Regions from separate parts of the Triticum aestivum genome. Here region 1 is linked to region 2. Evidence: chromatin contacts called from public Hi-C data. All regions are on one chromosome and are shown on one strand. Each heading gives the region's core, a stretch centred on a gene start, on an enhancer-like site or on the middle of the called end of the contact. The rest is flanking DNA. Distances are from core to core; before and after follow the strand shown.

Region 1 (6,541 bases), core at 3,276-5,775, 130 kb after region 2:
GGCCCTCGCGCGCCTCCGCGGCCTCCGCGTGCTCGACCTCTACAACAACAACCTCACCAGCCCGCTCCCGCTCGAGGTCGCGCAGATGCCCATGCTCCGCCACCTGCACCTCGGCGGCAACTTCTTCTCCGGCGAGATTCCCCCCGAGTACGGCCGGTGGACGCGGCTGCAGTACCTCGCGCTCTCCGGCAACGAGCTGTCCGGGAGGATACCGCCGGAGCTCGGGAACCTTACCAGCCTCAGGGAGCTCTACATTGGCTACTACAACGCCTACTCCGGTGGGGTCCCGCCGGAGCTCGGCAACCTCACCGACCTCGTGCGCCTCGACGCCGCCAACTGCGGCCTCTCCGGGAAGATCCCGCCCGAGCTCGGCAGGCTGCAGAAACTCGACACCCTGTTCCTGCAGGTGAACGGCCTCACCGGCGCCATACCGTCGGAGCTGGGCAACCTGCAGAGCCTCAGCTCCTTGGACCTGTCCAACAATGCGCTCGCCGGCGAGATACCGCCCAGCTTCTCCCAGCTCAAGAACATGACGCTGCTCAACCTGTTCCGGAACAAGCTGCGCGGCGACATCCCCGACTTCGTCGGCGACCTGCCAAGCCTCGAGGTGCTGCAGCTCTGGGAGAACAACTTCACCGGCAGCGTGCCCCGCCGCCTCGGCGCCAACAAGCGCCTCCAGCTGGTCGACCTCTCCTCCAACAGGCTCACCGGCACGCTGCCGCCGGACCTCTGCGCCGGGGGCAAGCTGCACACGCTCATCGCCCTCGGCAACTCCTTGTTCGGCTCCATCCCTGACTCCCTCGGCCAGTGCAAGTCCTTGAGCCGTATTCGTCTGGGAGAGAACTACTTGAACGGCTCCATTCCCAAGGGGCTCTTCGAGTTGCAGAAGCTCACTCAGGTCGAGCTGCAAGACAACCTCCTCACCGGCGACTTCCCTGCTGTGGTCGGCGCTGCGGCGCCTAATCTGGGGGAGATCAACCTGTCCAACAATCAGCTCACCGGTGCATTGCCGGCATCCATTGGAAACTTCTCTGGTGTTCAGAAGCTGCTGCTTGATCGCAACTCGTTCTCCGGCGCGTTGCCTGCCGAGGTTGGGCGGCTGCAGGAGCTCTCCAAGGCTGACCTTAGCGGCAATGCGATCGAGGGAGGTGTGCCGCCGGAGATTGGGAAATGCCGGCTGCTCACTTACTTGGACTTGAGCCGGAACAACCTCTCTGGGAGGATACCTCCGGCCATCTCTGGAATGAGGATACTGAACTACCTCAACTTGTCCAAGAACCACCTTGATGGAGAGATACCTCCATCCATCTCCACAATGCAGAGCTTGACGGCGGTCGACTTCTCTTACAACAACTTGTCCGGGCTCGTCCCAGGGACCGGCCAGTTCAGCTACTTCAATGCCACATCTTTCGTTGGCAATCCAAACCTGTGTGGACCATACCTTGGTCCATGCCGCCCTGGCATTGCTGATGCTGGTCACACCAACCATGGCCATGGAGGGCTGTCTAGCACCATCAAGCTGCTCATTGTGCTAGGCTTGCTTCTGTGCTCCATTATATTTGCTACCGCGGCAATTCTGAAGGCGCGGTCGTTGAAGAAAGCCAGTGATGCACGGATGTGGAAACTCACTGCATTCCAGCGCCTTGATTTCACCTGTGATGATGTGCTGGACTCCCTGAAAGAGGAGAACATTATTGGCAAAGGCGGGGCTGGAACTGTGTACAAGGGATCAATGCCCAATGGTGATCATGTGGCCGTGAAGAGGCTCTCTGCAATGGTCCGTGGCTCATCACATGATCATGGATTCTCAGCGGAGATACAAACACTTGGGAGGATTCGGCATCGCCATATTGTGCGCCTGCTAGGCTTCTGCTCAAACAATGAGACCAACCTGCTGGTGTATGAGTATATGCCCAATGGTAGTCTCGGGGAGCTTCTCCATGGCAAGAAGGGCGAACACCTGCACTGGGATACTCGGTACAAGATTGCAATTGAAGCTGCCAAGGGGCTGTGCTACCTGCACCATGATTGTTCACCGCTGATACTTCACCGTGATGTCAAGTCGAACAATATACTTCTTGACTCTGACTTTGAAGCTCATGTGGCCGACTTTGGGCTGGCGAAATTCTTGCAGGACACCGGCGCATCAGAATGCATGTCCGCCATTGCTGGTTCATATGGCTACATTGCTCCAGGTATTGAAACATGTATTCCTTCAATTAATTTTGGTCTGACTATTCTCAAGATGCACATATAATACCGATTTTCATAAATAGTTTAATCTTTATTACATAGCAACCGTTCACTGTTATGACTTCACTGCAGAATTATAGTATTGTTGATAAGTTACAAGAGTTTCCTTATGAAGCCCAATCATGTACGTAGATTGTATCACGATGTAGTTATTAAATTGAGACATTGAGTCATTCTTTTGTTAGTTCTGAATGTCATCTGTTTGCTGTTTGCTTATTACATACAACTGTTTGCTGTTACGAATTTATTACAGACCAATAGTAGTGTTGATAACTTATAAGAGTTTCCTTCTAAAGCCCAATCATTCAGATTGTATCAAGATGTAGTTACTAAATTGAAACATTGAGGCATTCTTTTATTAGTCCTGAACGACATCTGTAAACCTACTGTCTTTGTTAGAACCTCCTCACTACAGTTTAGTCCATAAGAGGCTATTGATTCATGAAAACACGCACTCCCTGTGTATATTTAGGTTCAGTTACTTCAATTCTATGTCTTCTACTCTAACCTGATGTTTCTCTAGCTGCCAAGGAACATAAACCTATTACTTTCTAACTAACCAGTCTCACATTGCTCTGTTATCTGTGGCTTTCCAGAATATGCATACACCCTCAAGGTCGACGAGAAGAGCGATGTCTACAGCTTCGGAGTGGTGCTTCTTGAGCTCGTGACCGGGCGGAAACCTGTAGGGGAGTTCGGGGACGGCGTCGACATTGTCCAGTGGGTCAAGATGATGACAGGGCCAAACAAGGAGCAAGTGATGAAGATCCTGGACCCGAGGCTGTCGACCGTGCCGGTGCACGAGGTGATGCACGTCTTCTACGTCGCATTGCTGTGCACGGAGGAGCACAGCGTGCAGCGCCCGACGATGCGGGAGGTCGTGCAGATCCTCAGTGAGCTCCCAAAGCCAGCTGCCAATCAAGGTGATGAAGAAGAGCTTCCCCTCTCCGGCGAAGGTCCTGAGTCCAACCCTCCTGCCCCAACCAGTTCCACCGAAGCTCCGACCGGCAAGCCGAAAGATCAGCAGCCGCAGCAGCAGCACACGAGCTCGGAGTCGTCGCCTCCTCCTGATCTCATCAGCATCTGATCATCCAAGTCCACCAGTCGCGAAAGCATGTGGGCTTCGATCGTGCAAGCAAGCATAGGCCTGAATCTAGGGTTTGTTGAGTGGGAGACTTTGTTGCTGTTGTGCTGTACATATCCAAGCTGCTTTGGTGGTGGGGCGTCCAAGAGCTTCCAGTTTGGTGTGTGTGTGTGTGTGTGTGTGTGTGTTTGGTACTTTGCTTTGCTGCTTGTAGCCGTAGGGATTATGTGGTAGTGGAGCTTTTCATGATCTTTCCTTGTGCAATGTAGTAGTAGTAGCATCAGTAGCCATCTATCTAAATGTCAAGCTCCTCTGCTGTCCAGCATGAGAATCTGAAAAATCTTTGTTGTGGAACCATGGTCCTCACTATTTAAAGTGGCTTCTGTTGATCTGCAAATGTTTGCAGTAGGAGTACCGCTTCACCACCGATGCTGCTAAGAAAAGCGCTCTCTGCCTTGTGGAGAAAATGATAATTGCAAAGCGCTTTTGTGCTGCCAAAGCGTTCGATTGATGCTGCTCCCTTTTTGACTTTGTTTGACAATCAAAGAATTCTTGTTGATCCGAGGCCAAGCCGGTTCACGAATGTCAAACGATGCTTTGCCCTCGGCGTAACGCCAAGCAGCAGCATCTGATCAGATCAGATCAGCACTAGTGAGTGCACCAGTAGAGTCTAAACTCTAAACTAATGTCAGGCGATTCGCTGCCTGAGGCCCCATCTAATGATGATCGATCGATGATGATGGTGATGCGCCTCGGCGACCCCCTGACCCTGTGGGGATGGGGGGTTAATCATGCCGCACCGGCGCACGGCCGCTGCGACGTCGTCAGGCCGGATGATGGTTGATGGGGGCACGCACCGGCGCCGCCGTGGAACGGGACGGCGTGCCTTTCCGCGGCCCCTCTCCCTCGTCTCCTCGCTCCCCTGATCTCATCTCATCTCATCTACCCTGCTTTTGCTCCGGTGCACGCCCAACGGGAAATCAATCTAGGGGCGTCTATGGAGTTTATCTACGTACCGTGCCCTCGTCCTCGGCCTCCGTCGCGCCTCAAGGAAGATGATACTGTGCCAGGACCCAGGAGGCAGCAAAAGGAGCGTGAGATTAGGTGGACAGTGCGATGGATGGTGCATTTGTACCGGGTCACTGTTGCCGTTTTGTTCGGCCCCGTCCCGTTGGATGCATGCATGCGTCCAAAGAGAATGGTCACATCCACAACCAGACGCGACGCGAGGACGGCACTCCAATCTGGATCGCACGCTGTGCCTGTTTGTGTTGGCCACTCCTGACTCCCGAGTCCTGCCCATTCATCCGATTATTGGTGTGGCCTCAGCCTCACATAAACTAAGGCCAACTCCAGCACGCGACCCCATCCCGGCCGTCCTAATTCGTTCAGGATAGAACGGACGAATAGCGTGGCGCAGCCACAAACAGGTAAATGTTCGGTTTTCATCTGTTTTTGATCCATTTCTGGTTCAAATTTGCGCCGCGTTTGGGGTGAACGGACATCGCGCGAACGGGATGGACGCACGCCCTTGTCCTCCCCATGACCCGCCTCGGGGACACTAGCACTCCATTCGCCTCCAATGCCTCCATCTGCTCTCCCCCACCCCACCTCGCCGCCGGCGCCGCCTCCTCACTGCTCACCCCCCGGCCGTCCATACCAAACCATGTCTCGACATGGCCGCCATCACGCCCGCGCTTTCGTAGGAGTTTTGGCCGTCGCCGTCGTAGCCGGTGTCAGAGGGAATACGACAGCTGGCGACGGCTATGGACCATGACAGCTTCCGTCGGGTGCTCCAGAGCGGCCAGTAGCCGGCTGCCAACCACCCCTGCTGCATCGAGGTGCTCAAGAGAGTGCTAGAAAGGATATGGAACATGCTTTTGGTGTGCTTCAATCCCGATGGGGTATCGTTCAAAACCCTGCACTCACATGGGATGAAGGAAAGCTTTGGGAGGTGATGACTGCTTGTGTGATCATGTACAACATGATCGTCGAGGATGAGCGTGATAACAGCATCTTCGACCAAGGATTTGATTTTCAAGGTGAAAATGTTGAGCCCCTGCATCAAGAACCGGCCATGTTTGAACAGTTTGCCCAATTTCATCGTAAAATGCGTAATCGACACACTCATTTGGATCTTCAAAATGACTTGGTTGAGCACATGTGGAATCACATTGGCAACCAATAGATGTATTGGTTCATTATGTTCATTCAAGACAACTTCAATTTGGTTGTAAAACTATTTTATTAGAGATAATTTAGATTGGGTTGTAAAACTATTTTTATTTGAGACAATTAATATTTGGACGTGCAAACTAGTTTTGAACATTGAAATATGAATATATATGGTCATTTTTTGCCGTGGCGGACAGGATGGGGCCAACGGATGCGTCCGCGCGTTGGGCGCACGGCCACCGCATCCCAGGAAAGGCCCGGACACGATCCCATTGCCCTACCCAAACGGATAGAATCCAGGCTAAACAGACGTCCGTTTGGGGTCGTGCGCGCCTAAGAGCAACTCTAGCAGACCCGCATCCCGCGGGCCCGCAAAACGCTTTGCAGTTTGCGGAAAACGGCCTTTGCGGGCCGGTGCGGACAACATAGACTAAAACAACATAGGCGGCACACAGGCTCGCGGCGAATGCATCTAACACTAACAAGCAAGCCTACATCAGTCCCAAGAGGTACTGTGGAGGTAGGTGTAGCCTGAAAGCTGGTAGTGTCGCATCGGGAACTCCACGTTAGCAACCTGGGGTCCGCGAATACTCTGGTGCAGAACCTGACGCTCAGGTGGCAGAAGAGGTCCAAGTGCGGGAGAGTGGCCTCCCACATCTGGCCAGCCAACACCCTGGGGCATCACAGTCCTGGCTGGGTAGATCGCAGAACGGGGCAGCTCCCTAGATCGGAAAAGGGGTGTAACAGCGTCAGAGCACGGTAAAGGTGCTGAAGGGTGGTGTACAAATCATGGCGAAGAGCTCGGTTAGCTCGATCCAGCCCATCAACATGCAGAACCAGGTTCTGATGGTAGAAGGGCTCTCGGGTGACAGTGGAGTAGGCAGCAGTATAGTATCCCTCCGCACCAACATCAGATGCGATAGCAATGTGCCTGAAAGGGGAGGTGTCCAACTCCCGATACTCTCCACGAAGACGTGTCAGAGCAGCATAGGCAGCATCGTGGACAGCCATATCGATGGTCACTCCAAC
Region 2 (6,759 bases), core at 2,900-5,399:
ACGGGGTGGTATTATATATGCTGCAGTTCATCGATCGATGGCGTTGTTGGCTCCACGTGCACTTGACTTTTGAATCCCGTGTCAGGCAATTTGTTTGATGCGTCCAAGATCTGAGGAGTAGTCGACACAAACGTAACGCTGAGTAGTTGTGAATTTAGTAGTGTACTCTACTCCATTTCCACAGACCATTTCAAACTGCTTCGAGTTTGAATCTCAGAGGGCGCGATCACTGGAGGCTGGAGCATCACCTCACTGAACCGCAATCAATCAAAAGTCTACAGTTCTGCTCCAGTATGCATCAGCTTCACCGGAAAATTCCCACCTGCTCGCCTTGGGTGTGACACACACATTTCATTTGAAATCAGCAGCGCAAGGAAAATAAAATCAACAGAAAAATTAAAACGAACAGTATTTCTGATCCGGATCAAAGTCTCAATTATTATAGTTTGTTCCACGCACCTAGACCGGTCTAGAGGGAAAGAAAGAGTCAGCCCGTGCATAAAAGCGCAAGGTACAAGCAAATTAACGTTAGAGAAAATGTTTATTTCCCCTTGTTTTTCTTTTTCTTTGGTAATCATTGTTTCACTCGGTGTCTGAATGGCGACAGGTCCACTAATGTTTCTCTTGACTAATTTAGCGCCTCTGATCCAGGAAATCAACGGGGAAATAAAACTGTACCGTTTTGCTCCGGTCGTACACCGAGACTGTAGCTGCTGGTGGTTTAAGAAAAGAGGTCGACGTGGCAACCGACATGGAAACAATTTTATAATGCAGAGACGGAACGCTGTTTTTCTTTCATTATATAATATATAAAAGATTAGCATGGTCAGTTCCAAAAAAATAATAGTGCTACTATAGACGATTAGCATGGCGATATCAAGGCTGACGGATTTGATGCTTCGATCTGATTAAATAGGCACGCGGTTGTGCATGCACGGATTGTCAACTTAATTTGCTTAATTTGCTCAATTAGTTGTACGTTACTGCTGCTTTTATACACCGTTCAAGGAGGGATGCACGCTACTGCTTAATTGAGTATACGGTCTTCTAATTGTTGCTTCTACAGTTGTATTGGAGAGTTATTACCATCAGTGTTTCATCGGATCATTTTCGCTGATAAGATATTCCTGTGTTTTGAGAGAAAAAACTTGTATACATTATTTTGAAATTTGAATTAACCCATCACTATCGAGGAAAATCTAGTAAGATCAACAAAAAAACTAACGATGCACATAAACTCTCTGAATTAGTCATAACATAGTGCGACTCCTTTCATGAACAAGAATGATGAAGTTTGTTGAACTCAACTATGCAAAATGCAAGGGTAACACCGTAAATTTGATGATTGCCATGGCTCACACCTATAGCGTGTTGCAAAACCAGAGATATGATAGTACCACATTGACCAAGAAACGACTAAACACTGCAAGAAAATTTAACGCTCACATTCGATGTAGTTGGATGAACTCAAGCACTTGTAGGAGTTTGACCTACACAAAAGCTCCTTAGCGACACCGAATAGGCTCCCGCTAGAAATCAAAGACCTTTATTTCAGGTACCATCGTTGCTTGCATACAATTGGAAAGACTTCTCTTTAAAAGAGTCATCTGGTCTATCAATAATATGTAACACAGTACAAAGTCCCCAAGACATAACAGAAATTACAACTATATTCATGGATCACCTAGCAATGACTAAGCATTGGGGCGAGTTGAAGGCGCGTCGTCGTTATCGCCCCTCTCTCACTGGAGCCAGATAAACTTGTTGTGGTAGCCCCTAAGGGGCAATCACATTAGAACAACAACCGTCACCGGTGATGAAAAGCATAGATCAAAAAAGCCATACCTCCAACACACCAATGACGACCGAGCAATTCTAGACAGATCCAGTGGAGAGAAATGTCGATCGGGTCCAAGAAGATCTATAGGAGGCACATCTCCACACACACCTCTATCAGTGTTAAGACACATTGTTGGAGTGGGGATAGAACAAGGAATAGGGACCTGACTCTAACCTTCGGACGCCATCGTCGCCACCTTGTCGTCTCGGCCATGACACTACAACTACTAAAGAAAGGACGAGATCCCTCGCGTTGCCGGAGGCTAGGGGCCGGCTCACCTCCAACTCCCATCGAAGGCAGGGCTGACAGGCGGCAACACCAATAAGGGGGGCTGGAAATTTTGATCTCATCAGAGCTGTGTGTGTGGGAAGAGGGCAACGTATAGCACAACATGCAAAGACTGTTTCATATATGAAGAGTGATATATTAATATTAAATCGATGTTGAATACATCATAACTACATATGACATAAAAGTATGCACCGCGCAAGAATCATCGGTCCTTTCCTATTACCGGTCATTGGCTAGGAGAGGAGAGAAGCTTAGCCGCTAGCACTTAGAGTCGGTGGTAGGATGTCACACTCATGTACCTTGAAACAGGCTTTAGCCTCACTTTACATAAACAAATTGAATGGCCAAGCCGATACAAGATGGTGAGGAAAATCCTCTTACATACTAGCAAATCAAAATAAAACGACACCCAAGAGAGTAGCGAGAATTCCACCAACTCAACACCGAGCGAGATAACAGGAGCAGCCACAAGGCAACTAAGGCTACCGAACATGAACGACGTCATGCCTCCTGAGGAAACTATCGGACACCGCTATACCACACACATCAAGTTATTGTCGAAGAGGGATGCCTAACCTCTTGTTTCTGGCCGCGGAGCGCCGGCCCTACAAGTGGACAGAAAAAACCGAGAGCGCTCGCAATGATGACATGTGTCAGAGCTAAATCCGACAGATTCCTCAGTAGGTATCCCGTCTAGGCGATTGGGTTGGATGGTAACAAGAGGCAAGGTTTTGCCCAGGTTGGGCTCTCATGATGGAGATAATCCTGTAATCCTACTTGTGTACATCGCGATTGTAAAGTACAGGTGAATACCAAGGATTGTAATGTGTCTATCGACGAGCCCAACCTCTAGCTTATATAGCATAAGGGGGTGTTAGGGCTATAAATCCTAATCAGCTACGTCGGTGGAGATAGAGTCCTCCGCGGCTTCATTTTCTTTGGCTTGTATATTAAGTCTTTCGGAGTCTTCGTATAGGAACCGACCTAGGGTCCTCAGCCTGGCACCGACATGGTGTAGAAGATATGAGACCAACGAAGGCGCCTCACGTCAGAGTTAAGAGGCTTCTTGTTAGATTAGAGCACGTTAGAAGGCATCGACGCGCTGCAACCAGATGGCGCCTGAGCTCCTCGACGAGGCCCTCAAGAGGGTGGCGACACAATGCGCCATTGGCATCGAGCTCAATATGACATACTAGGGTTTTCATCTGGAGCCTTAACACAAAGAGGAAACCTACAATGGTGCCCACAAGGAAAAACGACACCCACATGCATCACCGTTACCGGTGCGACAGCGCAGAGCTTTCGCTCGGATCGTTGCCCGTGCTACACGAGGTACCATGATCTTCAAACCAGTCAGAAGGGAGGACTGCCTCCAAAATCGCGATCAGGGAGCCGCCACCGCCCCACGACGCACCAGAATCACTGGTCTCGTCGCCTTTCCCCTTGCCACCCACATAGCTAAGACGAGATCGACCACGGCCGTAACGACGCTCGCCGCAGAGCCAACCGCGCAGCCTCGCCTCGCCACCCATGGCCGCCGCCCCGACACCCAAACTAAAAGGCGCACCATCACCCACCGGCCGTGCACCATAGGTGAGCTCCCCCACTCTAGCTAGCATCGCACTGTTCCGCATCGTGCGTCGAGCTGGACCAGAATGCCTTTCGCCATTCGTGCACATCGACCCTTTGTTCATCCCGTTTTGTTGCATCGCGTACGCACGCACGCACACAGTGGCCTCCAGGATTAGGTTTGCACGAGACGAGAGCGCCCCGACGAAGCGAGAGACCTGGCAGGCGGGCAGGGAAAGGATAGGGAGGGGCGCGCTGAGCTGTGCGGCGGTGTGCAGGACTGTACCGCAGGTACGGCGTCGTGTACCGGCCCGGCCCGGACGGAGGCGCAGGCGCAAGAGGCATCGGACCGTTGGGTGGGGCCCAGCTAGGCGAGGGCGAGGCCCACCCCCACCCCCCTCTCCTCTCCCCTTCCGTTCCGTGTCGCCTTCTCCAGCTGCCGCCGATTAATTATTCTCCCCCCATTAAACCACCACCTCCACCTCCGCCTCCGCCTCCTCCTCCTCCCACGCCCCGCTTCATCTAACCCCCTCCCCTGAATCCGCTTCGTACGCCTGCCTGCGGCCTCGTCGTGCCACCCACCAAACCATACACACGCACACGCACACGCGCTCGGGCTGCCATTTTTTCCTGTGGATGGAGTAACCGCTGTTCCTTCCTTCTCCGGGCGCGGCGATTTCGGGAGCGTTGGGCACGGCTCCGCGGGGTCGCATTTTGGCGGAGGGAGCCGGCCTCCGGCGGCATTTCCCCTCGACTCCTCCGGCATTCGGCCGTGTTGGCCGGCGGCGGCAGGGTTGGTTTGGTTGTGGACCGGTGAGCAGGAGGCCACTGCAGCAGCGGTAGCGGGCTCCTTTTCGCGGGGCCCCTTTTCGCCGCCGCCGCGGCAGCTGGTGGTGGTGCTGGTGCGGTGGGGATGCGCCTTGCCTTTTTGCCGCCCCCGTCCCCGTGTGGCGTGATTCCGAAGGGTCGTGGGCGTGGGCGCGGCCGCGTTGGCTTGTGCTAGATTAGCACCGCATCTTCTGGGCGAAGGAACGGAGGGAGGTCGGCTGGGGGCCAAGCCCCAAAAGGAAGGTTCCGCGCAATGCCCACCATCCGGGCTCCGGCTTCCAGGCAGACGGCCACGCTGCAGGTAGTAGCACATCCTCCCCACTAATCCACTGCGATTTAACTGCACTTCTGTTCCATTGCTTAATCACTCTGTTGCTTCGCGCGCGCGCGTGTGTGATCCTGCTGTGTCTATTTGCAGGTGGCCGTCAAGTGCAGGCCACTGACCGACAACGAGCGCCGGCGCTCGCGGCACATCATACAAGTCATTGATGACAAGGTAAACATTCAGAGACCTGGCTTGATTTGGCTGGGCCATGAACTAGTAGCTTTTGTCATGGGTGGTTCAATTTTGCCATTGATGGTAATGGTAATATTGCTATTGGGTAATGGTGTTGTGCTTGTATGTTTCTCCAGAATGTGGCTGTGTTGGACCCTGATATCTCCAAGGGCTACCTGGACCTCATCCAGAACCGGACCAAGGAGAAAAGATACAGCTTCGATCACGTGTACGCGCCTGGATGCTCCAACACGGTACGCAAGCTTATGTAGCTCATTAGCTTGTGCTGCTCTAACCTTGAATTGCTTGGCTTGCTTTCGACAATGGGCTCATATGCTGATTACAGTAAGTGTCTTAAATCTGCACTGAAGCTTGGGAGTTCCTAGATTGGTCATGCCTTGCATTTTAGGAAATGATACTCCAGAAAGCGAAACCACAACCAACCCCTTTGGTTTATTAATTGCCAAAACTAGGAGTTGCTCATGCTTTGGATAGCTGCAGGTTGTAACAATACTATTGGCATGTGCAAAACGCCAATTCAGTCTGGAGCAAACAAATCCTTGGCTGTATTTGTTACTGTTAGGTATGCTACCTAACGCGTATACATCTGGTTTCAGGGAAAAGGACTCTAGTTTAGAGAAATAATTTCCAAAACTCATTTTTGTTTTTTTATCAGAGCCCTGGACATTTGTTGAACTTTATCTTCATCACTTACCCTGTAAAGTGTAAACTGTAATTAAGTGCAACTAGCTGGGCGACCGTTTGTTATCCACGGCCTTCGTAGTTCGTCTACAGTGGCTCTCCCTGATACGGTTGCACTAGTCCGCTCTACAACCGTGTTATTAAGTTCTAACCCAGTACCACTTGTTTCTGCTCCGTCGTCACCCCTTTTTGAGAAAAAAAAACTTGTTTCTGCTGTGTTAATGTTTGAAAAATCTGTAGGTTAGTTGTAGTCACTGCGTTTATTTTGAGATTTTTGTGTGACAATTTGTTGTGTCCTGCAACTGGGAGATCATGCGAGCACCTAGTTGCTGGAAGTTATTGGATACATAACTAGTCCTACTTATGAGCTGGTCTGAGTCCAGGCTATAAACCCCTAGCAGCTTATCATGACAAACATGTGTATGTATTAATAACTCATAAAGCCAAACAGATCTGTCAGCAATGTTTAAATCACTATTAGAACTTGATTTCATGTGAATACTATTTTTGATTTGTTTTAACAAGTCGTGTAACATCATACATCATGTTGAAAAAGTTAATGCTGTATTGCTGGACCTTGTCAGAATCATTCTTGTAAAAAAACGTTACATAAAATGTTTAAGCAATCAAAGTTCTATGATCAGGCCATGTTACACAGGTATACATAGATGCTGGAAACGTGTATATACGTAGTCAAATCTCCTGCCCGGCTAGATACTAAAACAAATGTGCTTTTATTAACAAATAGTCTTATTTGTTCAAACATATAGCTGTATTTTCTGTACAACTATAACAGCTCAACAACTCTAAACATAGCTGACGAAGTTCCACTGTTTTGATGACCTGCAAATACTCTATAGATTTATTTATTTGCCGTTAATGTGGGATTTTTTATCCCTACTGTAACAGTATGTAATAGGTTGGACTAAGAGCATTTCCAACAGCAGACCAAAATTTGGTGACCAAAACTCAGTTTAGGGGTGGAGAGAGAAGGTTTTTGGTCACCAGAAAATCTTGTGCTTTTCAAGCAGAC

The links. A called contact is a pair of places that touch in the nucleus more often than the background predicts.
Region 1: a contact with region 2 is called in a Hi-C map of leaf, with 3 times the contacts expected there. The contact joins the enhancer-like site here to the promoter of LOC123122985 in region 2. A contact is called at or near these places in 2 of 5 Hi-C or Micro-C datasets (leaf and an unstated tissue).

The regions. Positions count from the first base shown.
Region 1 is chr5D:482,408,431-482,414,971 of IWGSC CS RefSeq v2.1, forward strand. It overlaps LOC123122986 (leucine-rich repeat receptor-like serine/threonine-protein kinase BAM1), which reads left to right. Exons shown (of 2, transcript XM_044543377.1): 1 at 1-2,195; 2 at 2,850-3,734. The coding sequence ends at 3,340. Among protein-coding and RNA genes, the nearest start is that of LOC123122986, 3.9 kb to the left of the region's middle. Within about 2 kb of position 4,526, at least 3 of the 8 cell types and tissues checked have an H3K27ac peak or open chromatin away from gene starts, as enhancers often do. A contact at or near this core is called in leaf, where this site is marked.
Region 2 is chr5D:482,275,897-482,282,655 of IWGSC CS RefSeq v2.1, forward strand. It overlaps LOC123122985 (kinesin-like protein KIN-8B), which reads left to right and starts at 4,150. Exons shown (of 16, transcript XM_044543375.1): 1 at 4,150-4,829; 2 at 4,947-5,024; 3 at 5,162-5,278. The coding sequence starts at 4,782.